Regions from separate parts of the Rattus norvegicus genome. Here region 1 is linked to region 2. A link is a contact called in public Hi-C data. All regions are on one chromosome and are shown on one strand. Each heading gives the region's core, a stretch centred on a gene start, on an enhancer-like site or on the middle of the called end of the contact. The rest is flanking DNA. Distances are from core to core; before and after follow the strand shown. Region 1 holds the start of Bbof1 (basal body orientation factor 1). Region 2 overlaps LOC134479230 (a long non-coding RNA gene).

Evidence for each region. Hi-C and Micro-C count contacts between places; a contact is called where the count stands out from the background.
Region 1: a Hi-C map of liver shows a contact between it and region 2, with 4 times the contacts expected there. The contact joins the promoter of Bbof1 here to the enhancer-like site in region 2. A contact is called at or near these places in 2 of 12 Hi-C or Micro-C datasets (the Rat2 cell line and liver).

Annotation. Positions count from the first base shown.
Region 1 is chr6:109,784,235-109,788,570 of GRCr8, forward strand. It overlaps Bbof1 (basal body orientation factor 1), which reads left to right and starts at 2,129. Exons shown (of 12, transcript NM_001395618.1): 1 at 2,129-2,325. The coding sequence starts at 2,276. It also overlaps a transcript of Entpd5 not described here.
Region 2 is chr6:109,448,206-109,452,321 of GRCr8, forward strand. It overlaps LOC134479230 (a long non-coding RNA gene), which reads left to right. Exons shown (of 3, transcript XR_010052282.1): 3 at 1,444-1,934. Among named protein-coding and RNA genes, the nearest start is that of Acot6, 13 kb to the right of the region's middle. Within about 2 kb of position 1,521, at least 5 of the 93 cell types and tissues checked have an H3K27ac peak or open chromatin away from gene starts, as enhancers often do. A contact at or near this core is called in liver, where this site is marked.

The sequences.
Region 1 (4,336 bases), core at 879-3,378, 340 kb after region 2:
TTTGAGTATGGTTGTGAAATATCAATAAATTTAGGTAGACCTTGAAAAATTGATATATAGTTACATCCTAAGTTTTAATCTTAAAAAAAAATCAATTTATAAAACATTCACAAAAGAGTGATGAGCCCAGTTGGTGGTGGCACACACCTTTATCCCAGCACTCAGAAGGCAGAGATAGGCGGATCTCTGAGAGTTCTAGGTCAGCCTGGTCTACAGAGAGAGTTCCAGGACAACCAGGGCTACACATAAAGAAACACTGTCTCAAAGAAACACAAACAAATAAACAAAAACAACAAAAAAGAGTTGAGATGATATAATTTTATTATAATATCGAAAACATTATTTATGTTTGATAAAACACAGTAAATTATAAGTTCTTTAAAGCACTGTGCATAGCTAATGTGGTGGTGCACGCCTTGAATCCCAGCACTCCGGAGGCAGAGGCTGGCAGATGAGTTCAAGGGTAGCCTGGTCTACACCTTGAGATCTGGCCTCAAAAAAATAAAAATAAACAACAACAGCAACAACAGCAAAACAAAAACAAAACAAAACAAAAAACGGCCACCTAAGTCTGGTGGCCCACGCATTTAATCCCACCACTCGGGAGGCAGAAGCAGACTCATCTCTGTGATTTCCAGGGCAGCCTGGTCTACAGAGACAGCCAAGGCTCCGTGGAGGAATCCTGTTTTGAAAAAAAAAATTTAAAGTACTATACATATATTAAGAAGCAATCTTGTCAGGCTCCATCCACATCTTTAATTCCAGCACTCAGAGGCAAAGGATCTTTGAGAGTTCTAGCCCAGGGAAATACCTATAGTGAGGCTCGATCTCAAAAGAGTGTGAGGGTTTGGAGAGATGGGTCCAAGGTTAAGAGCACTGGATTATCTCCATCTTATCATCTAAGGGGAGGTACGTTATGTAGAGATGATTCTACTCGTGAGTTCATGGCAAGTCACACAGAGAGGGGAAATGCACCAGAAATAGAATCAAAATAAGCCATAGCCGCGCTAGCAGAAAGTTCCGTCGGGTTTTCAAGGTCTCTTAACAAATCTACTTGCTTACTCTAACCGCAAAATTTACAAACTACATAAACCACTACCACTAACTCGCCCCCTGGGGGGTGAGGTGGGGGAAAAAAGAAAAATTAGAGGTCAAAGACTTCACCTTATAGTTAAGGACTATAGAGAGAGGGAGGGGGTGTTCTAACAATGACACTTCAAATAGATGTTAAATGTAATTTGAATTGGAGGATAAAGCAGAACAGAGCTTCACTCCCAAGCCTCCTATTGACATGGCAGCCACAATACCTGTCTTCCGTAATGACTCACTCACTCTCAGTGAATGAAGGCATAATCACAGGGTTCCTCCTCTGGACAAACTAGAATACTGGAGTACTCCTCGGGAACCAGGGTGCGAGGCAAGCGCTTGCAACTTTATGCAACTTGCAGCAAATGGGACTTCAGTCACTAGAGGATGTGGGCGATGTTAGCTAACAGGAACCTGGCGGTCGGCTGGAGCTAAGCACCTGCCACCTCAGACACGGGGACGGACGATCCTCCCCGCCACACCGCTCCAGGCAGGGGAGCCCGAGTCTGAGCACCCGAGCCCGCTGACCCGCGGAGACTGACAGCCTCACCCAAGCCACCGCCCTCGGAAAGTCAACTGCCTCCCTGAAAGCGTTTGGCCTGGGATGTCCCCGGGTGCGCTGTCCTCCAGGGTGCCCGCGAGACAGAAACGAGGATGGAGGGGAGGTAAGCATGAGGCGGGCAGCGCGGGCGCCGCCGAGACAGAAGCAGGGATGAGGGCAGGACCGCCACGGTGGCCGCGCCAGAGGCTTGGAAGATCCGCCGGCCAGACTGGAAGCGCTTCAAGCCCCAGAGGCGCCGCTCCGACGCGCGCTAGCCGGTCGGAGAGCCGCCGGCAATGGAGCCTCAGCAGGCGCGAGGCAAGTCTCTGGAGGATAAGACGCCGCAGCTCCGCGACCGACTCCCGCCCCTCCCGAGCTCCCGGCCTCCCGCCCGGCTCCAACCCGGGGAGCGCCGCCGAGGCTCGTGCACACTCACCGCGCGCGCCGCCCTGGCGCGGACGCCCGCCGCCTCCGAGCGATCTCCGCCCCGCCCCTCGCCGCGGTCACGTCACGCGCGTGCGCTCTCCGCGTGCCCTCAACGGCGCGGAGGACGTTAGCCCTTCGGCGTGGTGGTTTCCTTAGAGACGGAGTCGGCCCAGGTGGCGGCCACCAGGAGACCGGCACCGTGAGACTCCTGGAGAAGTCAAAATGCCGGCAAAGGACAAGAGGAAAGTCAAAAACAAAGAGCAAGATCAAAAGTAAGAGCAGCGGCGACGCCAAGGTCCCCATTCCCCCTGCCTACCCTTGGCATTTTGAAGCGCTAACTGGCTGCCTCTGTCAGGCTTTTGTGGACAGCTCCTGTTGTTCATTCTTTACTGGTCCTAGGATCTGAGAGATCTCCACTGTGAGACTGATAAGAATTGGTGTAGTTGTATTCGAGCTCTTGTCTGAGTGGTTAAAGTTGTTTCTTGGGTCTCTCAGGAATCCTTTTTGGATCAAAGGAAGCACGCGAAATGATTTGACCAGACCGATCAGAACACACATTCGCTCACTCATTCACTCACTGTACGGCTCTAGAGCTAACTCCATGGCGCTTTGGAGTTGCTGCTAGAACGTCAGCAGAATTACTGGGCTACCGGATCATTCTTCAAGACTTTGGAGTCCCACAAAGAGTTCAACCCCATAGATTAGAACTGCAAAGGAATCCCTTAAACTTGTGATTGTAAAGTGAATTCTCTGGAGAAAAGTTTAGTAACACACACCTATGGTCGGTCCCACTGCTGTGGAGGCTGACAGATCACAGGCAGCACGACATAGGGATACCTTGTCTTTAAAAACAAGTGATAGGGTGCTTGTGTGCAGGGTCCTAGGTACCATCTTCCGCAAAGTAACTTAAAAGAGTAACTTTATATTCAGTGCAGAAATCTTCTGAGATATGGAAAGCACTAGAGAAGAAAGAAAACCACCTGTCATCTACCATCCATAGTTAACCACTACTATCATTTTTCTATATACTTTTTCCTGTGTAAGTTGATACATTTGTAGACCCCTCCCCCACCCCGAAAATTAAATTTAGGGCGTCCTGATACCCAAGTGTTCTCCCACTTGCTTCTATTAACATATATTCTGCAAGATGACTAAGAAAACAAAATATGGACTAAAGAGATGTCTCAGTGACTGATAGCACTGACTACTCTTCCGGAGGTCCTGAGTTCAATTCCCAGCAACCACATGGTGGCTCACAACCATCTGTAATGAGATCTGATGCCCTCTTCTGGTGTGTCTGAAGACAGCTACAGTGTGCTCATATTTATAAAATAATAAATAAATCTTAGGAAAATAAAATAAAATATAACTTCTCTAACACATTCTACAAATTGCCAAGGGCTTAACACATTCTTGCAACTCACAGCCATGTTTTGATTTTTGGTTCTCCATCTCCAGTGGGAATCAATAATACACTTTGTATTCCTTGAATGTTCCAGGGGTCATTGTTTGAGAAACTACTTTGTTTCTCCAGTAACTTAGTGGTCTTTTTCTTAGAGACATCTGATTGCATAAGTCTTCTTGATACTTTCGGGTAACAATGGGAGTCTGTAGGAAGGCATCCATTACTAGTGTCTAATTCCTACTGGAAAGGGACAGCAGCTGCTAGGTCAGGCTGGAAAATTGCAAATGGAGCTGGCCTGAATGTGAAGAGAACAAAAGGTAGGTGTGCAAAGGGACTAAAACTCAGGAGTTGAGAGGTTAGGAAAGGTACAGTGTAAGGAAAGATCTGCTTATGCACTTGCAGGAGACTGTATAGAATCCAAATAGAGGTGAAATGCCTAATGCATTTACACAGCTGGTGTCTGTTGTACCACAGTGTTTTCTTAATGCTGGTGCAATCTAAATTTCCAAGGACCTCACCTTTTGAATCCATCCTTTTAGTGTTATATTCTAGGGATCAAACCTAGGGTCTGATGTATGCTTGCCATGCACTCTGCGTCTACCTGATGTATGAATGAGTACCATACACTTTACTTCTACCTGACGCATGAGTACCATGCAGTGTACTTCGACCTGATGCACGTGTACTGTACACTCTGCTTCTACCTGTCTACATCCCCAAGGTCTTACTTCTTTTTTCCTCACAAAGGTTTTTTTTTCCCATCTCTGCATCAATGACTATGGTATGTGCTTTTCAGGCATCCTTAAAGCCTGGAATACTGTGGTACCAACAAGTGATGTACTTAACATCCTTGCCCAAGGAACTTGATCCTTTGTCTA
Region 2 (4,116 bases), core at 271-2,770:
AATCTGTGCTCTGTGGGTGGCACTCCTAAGGTAGGGCTGCTTCGGGGTCTTATAACAAAGGGGATTTTGAGGACCTTTGGGAGTTAGGTCTACACTGCAGTGGGAAGTGTGTGTGCCCTTGGACTCTGTGGAGCTCTCAAGTGACCAGCATGCAATCATGGAACTCTGTGCCCTCCTGGGGTCTGCCTAGAGGGCCAACCTCTGTAGGGAAGCAAAGACTCAGCCTTTTGTCCCTTTTGGTGATCTGCATTGAAGAGCCCAGGCCTGTGAACAAGGCCTATGTAAGAAGGCCCAGGGGAAATGGTTGTATGCACTCCCTATCTTAGGACCATAGTCACTGCCCACGAGTGGGTCAGGCCAAGAACACTTCAAGACATCCTGCTGTAGCCTGGCTCTTAAATGTAGCCCCAAGAGAGACAGAGAAAAGATCTTGATAGTTCTAGACACTGTGATCTGGTTTTTAAGCAACTTGACTTAAGTAACTCAGCAACTTTTACTCAAAAGCCAACAACAACAAAAACCCTTGTCCTTAACTTTGATTCATCAGGACCTGAGTTGGAATTCAGATTTTGTAGCCTGGCTCTTGTGAGCTACAAAACACTTGACAGCTGACCCGCCCTAGGGCAGGAAAGATGTTTACAAAGCAATTGGCAAGCACTTAGGTTTACAACCAAACAAAGAAACATATTCAAGATGTGGCTCTCAGTGCAACGCTTGAGGAAGTGCTAACAGGTGCCTTGCACGTGTTTAACAAACAGCTTTTCCATTATGGGTGTTCACAGGGCTTCAAGGCAGAAAAATGCTCCTCCTTTTACTTCCTGAGGATTCAAAAACTTCTGTGCTCAATCAACATAAGAGAGTAAAACCTAAGATATGTTAATACAAAATTGTCATAATAAAAAAAAAGGGTTGGACTCATCCCTGTGCTAATGTGTGCTTGTAAATCCCTAAAGGTAGGTAACGCCCTTAGACCCGGGTAGACCTCAGCTGGATCAGATTGTCTTTTACTTACATTTGTGGTTCTCAACCTATGGGTCTCAACCCCTGTGAGGGCTTACCTAAGACCGTCGGATGTCAAACATCAACATTATGATTCATAACAGTAGCAAATTTACAGTTATAAAGTAGCAAAAAAATAATTCTATGGCTGGGGGAGGGGCACCATGAGTTTCAGAACCCAGAATAAAAGAATAAAAAAATAGAATTAAAAGACACAGGGTAAAATGTTTATGGCTACGACTGGGCATGGAGCTGCATTCCTTTAATCCCAGCATTCATTGTACGTGTTAGGAGACAGAGGCAGGCAGATCTTTGTGAGTTTGAGGTAAATGTGGTCTACATAGAAAGTTCCAGGACAGTCCGTCATAACTACACAGTGAGACGGGATTTTGATAGACACTTCATAGTCCCTCCTACAAATTACATGTGCACTTCCTTCTGTAGGGATGGATCTGCACACCCACAGGACAGCTCATCAAGTACACACGGCTGATGGTTTGTTGGCTCCGAGTTACCCTCAAGGCTAATCACCCACACACTGACTGGGGAAATTCGGGACTCGTGCCCCTGGAGCATGCAAACCATTCCCTGGCTACACAGAGCAAAGGTAATGAAGGAAAAGTGCAGTCTGAGACAAGGCAACCACACGGCCAGAGGGCAAGAATGACTACGATTGACTGACTACCTTTGCTCCCCATCCCTATATACCGTGATGGCTGAAGAGGAAGAGGAAGGCTGTTGAGGATGCCCATCCACTGAGCTCTCATAATGTCAACTCTCTGACTAATTCATACTTTAAAGAATCAATTCCTGTCTCTGCCTCTCACAGTCCCTGAGTGACAAGTTGCAAGGGCTCTGGTGCCTCAGTCTTTTTCTTCCTCTCTCTAAGGCTGCACTCTTGGCTGGACCTTTAGTAAATGCATGGGTCTCCAGTGTGTCAATGTTGGGTTTAATTTCAGGTTACTGAGCATGCAAGATAGAGGGAAAGAATTTTACCCTCCACTTCCAAAGACTGAAACTTTATTTCTATCTTTCCGTTGACCTGATTATAGTTTACTATGTTTATTATAGTAGCTTCAAGTCTTTGAAAGACCCTAGTTCTCATTGAAGTGTAAGAGCTATTAAGAGGCTTGGCCTGATAGAAAGTAGGTAGGTTATGGAGTTCCTGTGAAAGACCCTAAGGGCTTTCGAGAGCTTTACACCTACTGCCTCAGGTCAAGACTAGGCCAAGTTCCATTCTCTACCCACAGTTTTCAGGAGGAGCAGGGACATTCTTGAAAAACTGCAGAATGTACTGACTAATAGTCACCTGACCCTCTGGTCCCAGATAGAGTTCAAATTCATGCCATATGCTTGCTAGCCAATAGATTCAAAGGTCAATATGATTAGCCAATCAGTTTAAACAGTAACCTGGCTTTTTGTGGTTTGCTCTAGAGTTACTGTATTTTGATGTTAATTCCACTGTCCCAAGGACAGCTGCCTAGTCAAGGACTCAGAACTCAGGTGACTTCACCAGAACCACCTCTCTATTGAATTTGTAAAGTACTGGTGAAGGGCAGGTACAGGATAGAAGGAGGCCTGTCATTGGAGGAGAAGGAAGGATGGGCGGGAGAGAAGTTTGAAGGAAGAGGAGGAGACTAAGGGAGAGAGGAGAGAAAGGAGGGAGAGAGGGGCAGAGAAGCCATGGCAGGACAAGATGGCAGGTGACGTTAAGATTCTGTTCTGTGTATTTACAGGTTGTTATTAATGTTCTCAAGGAATGGATAGTACCAGGCTTTGTATGTTTAAGTGGGCAATTATATCTTACCAATTGGGTCAAAGGTTATTGTGTTGTGTGTTCTTTTATGTGAGGGTTTGAGTGTAGGAAAGTGCGCAGCTGGGGTGTGTTTCCGCCAAGACATGTAGCAGATATCTTGGGGCACTGTGGTGGGGACCTAGCGAGTAAAAGACAACTATACCCTTTTTACATTTATATTTTTACAACAACCCTGGCTGATTTAACCTGTATTCCTAAAAAGTATAAAAACTGCTTGTTAGGTCGCCTTCTAGTCACTCACCACAGGGGACTGATTGAAGATCGACATTGACGTGCCGGAAAATAAATCTCTTGCATTTGCATCGAACTCTGTCTTCCTGTCTCACTTGGGGGATCTCCCGGGAGTTAAGGGTCACTTTGAGCCTTACACCTCAGTCTTTTTGGTCCTCTCTGTAAGGCTGCACTGTTGACTGGGATCTTTTGTAAATGCATGAGTCTACAGTGTGCCAATGTTGGGTTTAGTTTCCGGTTACTGAGCATGCAGGATAGAGGGAAAGAATTTTACCCTCCACTTCCAAAGGCTGAAAACTTTATTTCTATCTTTCCCTTGAGTTTATTATAGTTTATTATGTTTATTATGCTTGCTTCAAGTCTTAAACTTCCCCTCACTTTCTCTTTCTATTTTTTGGGACTTCTGATTCAAAAGGAGAATAGAGCAAAGGGAACACATACACAATAAGCAGTGCCTTAGGGAACTGTGAGAGGCCCCAGGAGAAAAGGCAGAGGGCCTTTTACCTCAGGTGTATTTGGTTCCCTGGATTGTTCTTGGATATGATTTCATGACTCCTGTGACGAACATTTACATTGAACTTATAAGACATGTTTGTTCTTGCTGCTTGTTGGAACATCCAGTCTGGTAAAAGGATGTGTTGAGCGATGTCCTCAGTGTGCCCTGAATGGGAACGTGGCCTCTGCCTTGCTGTCATGCTTTCCAAGAGATAATCTATAGTAGGTGCCAGGCAACTGGGTTTAGTCTGTTCCAAGAAAGTTCTGGAAAGAGCTGCCCTGTTAATATTTAATATGTATTTACTGGCATTTATTTACATGTTTTCCTGAACTCAAACAACTTTCCTAGGGTCATTGCCTTCTTTGTTTCTTTCACGTATAAAAGTGCACTGAAACTGAAGCAGGACTGTAGTCTGCCCCATGCTCTCAGGTCTCGGTAGCAAACACCTAATGCTCTTGATATGTTGTCGTAAAATTATAAAAACTAAAATGCTGTCTTTTATCCCCCACTAGGTCTGGCACCACAGTGCCCCAAGATATCTGATAGATATCTTAATCTCAGTCAGCAAAGCATC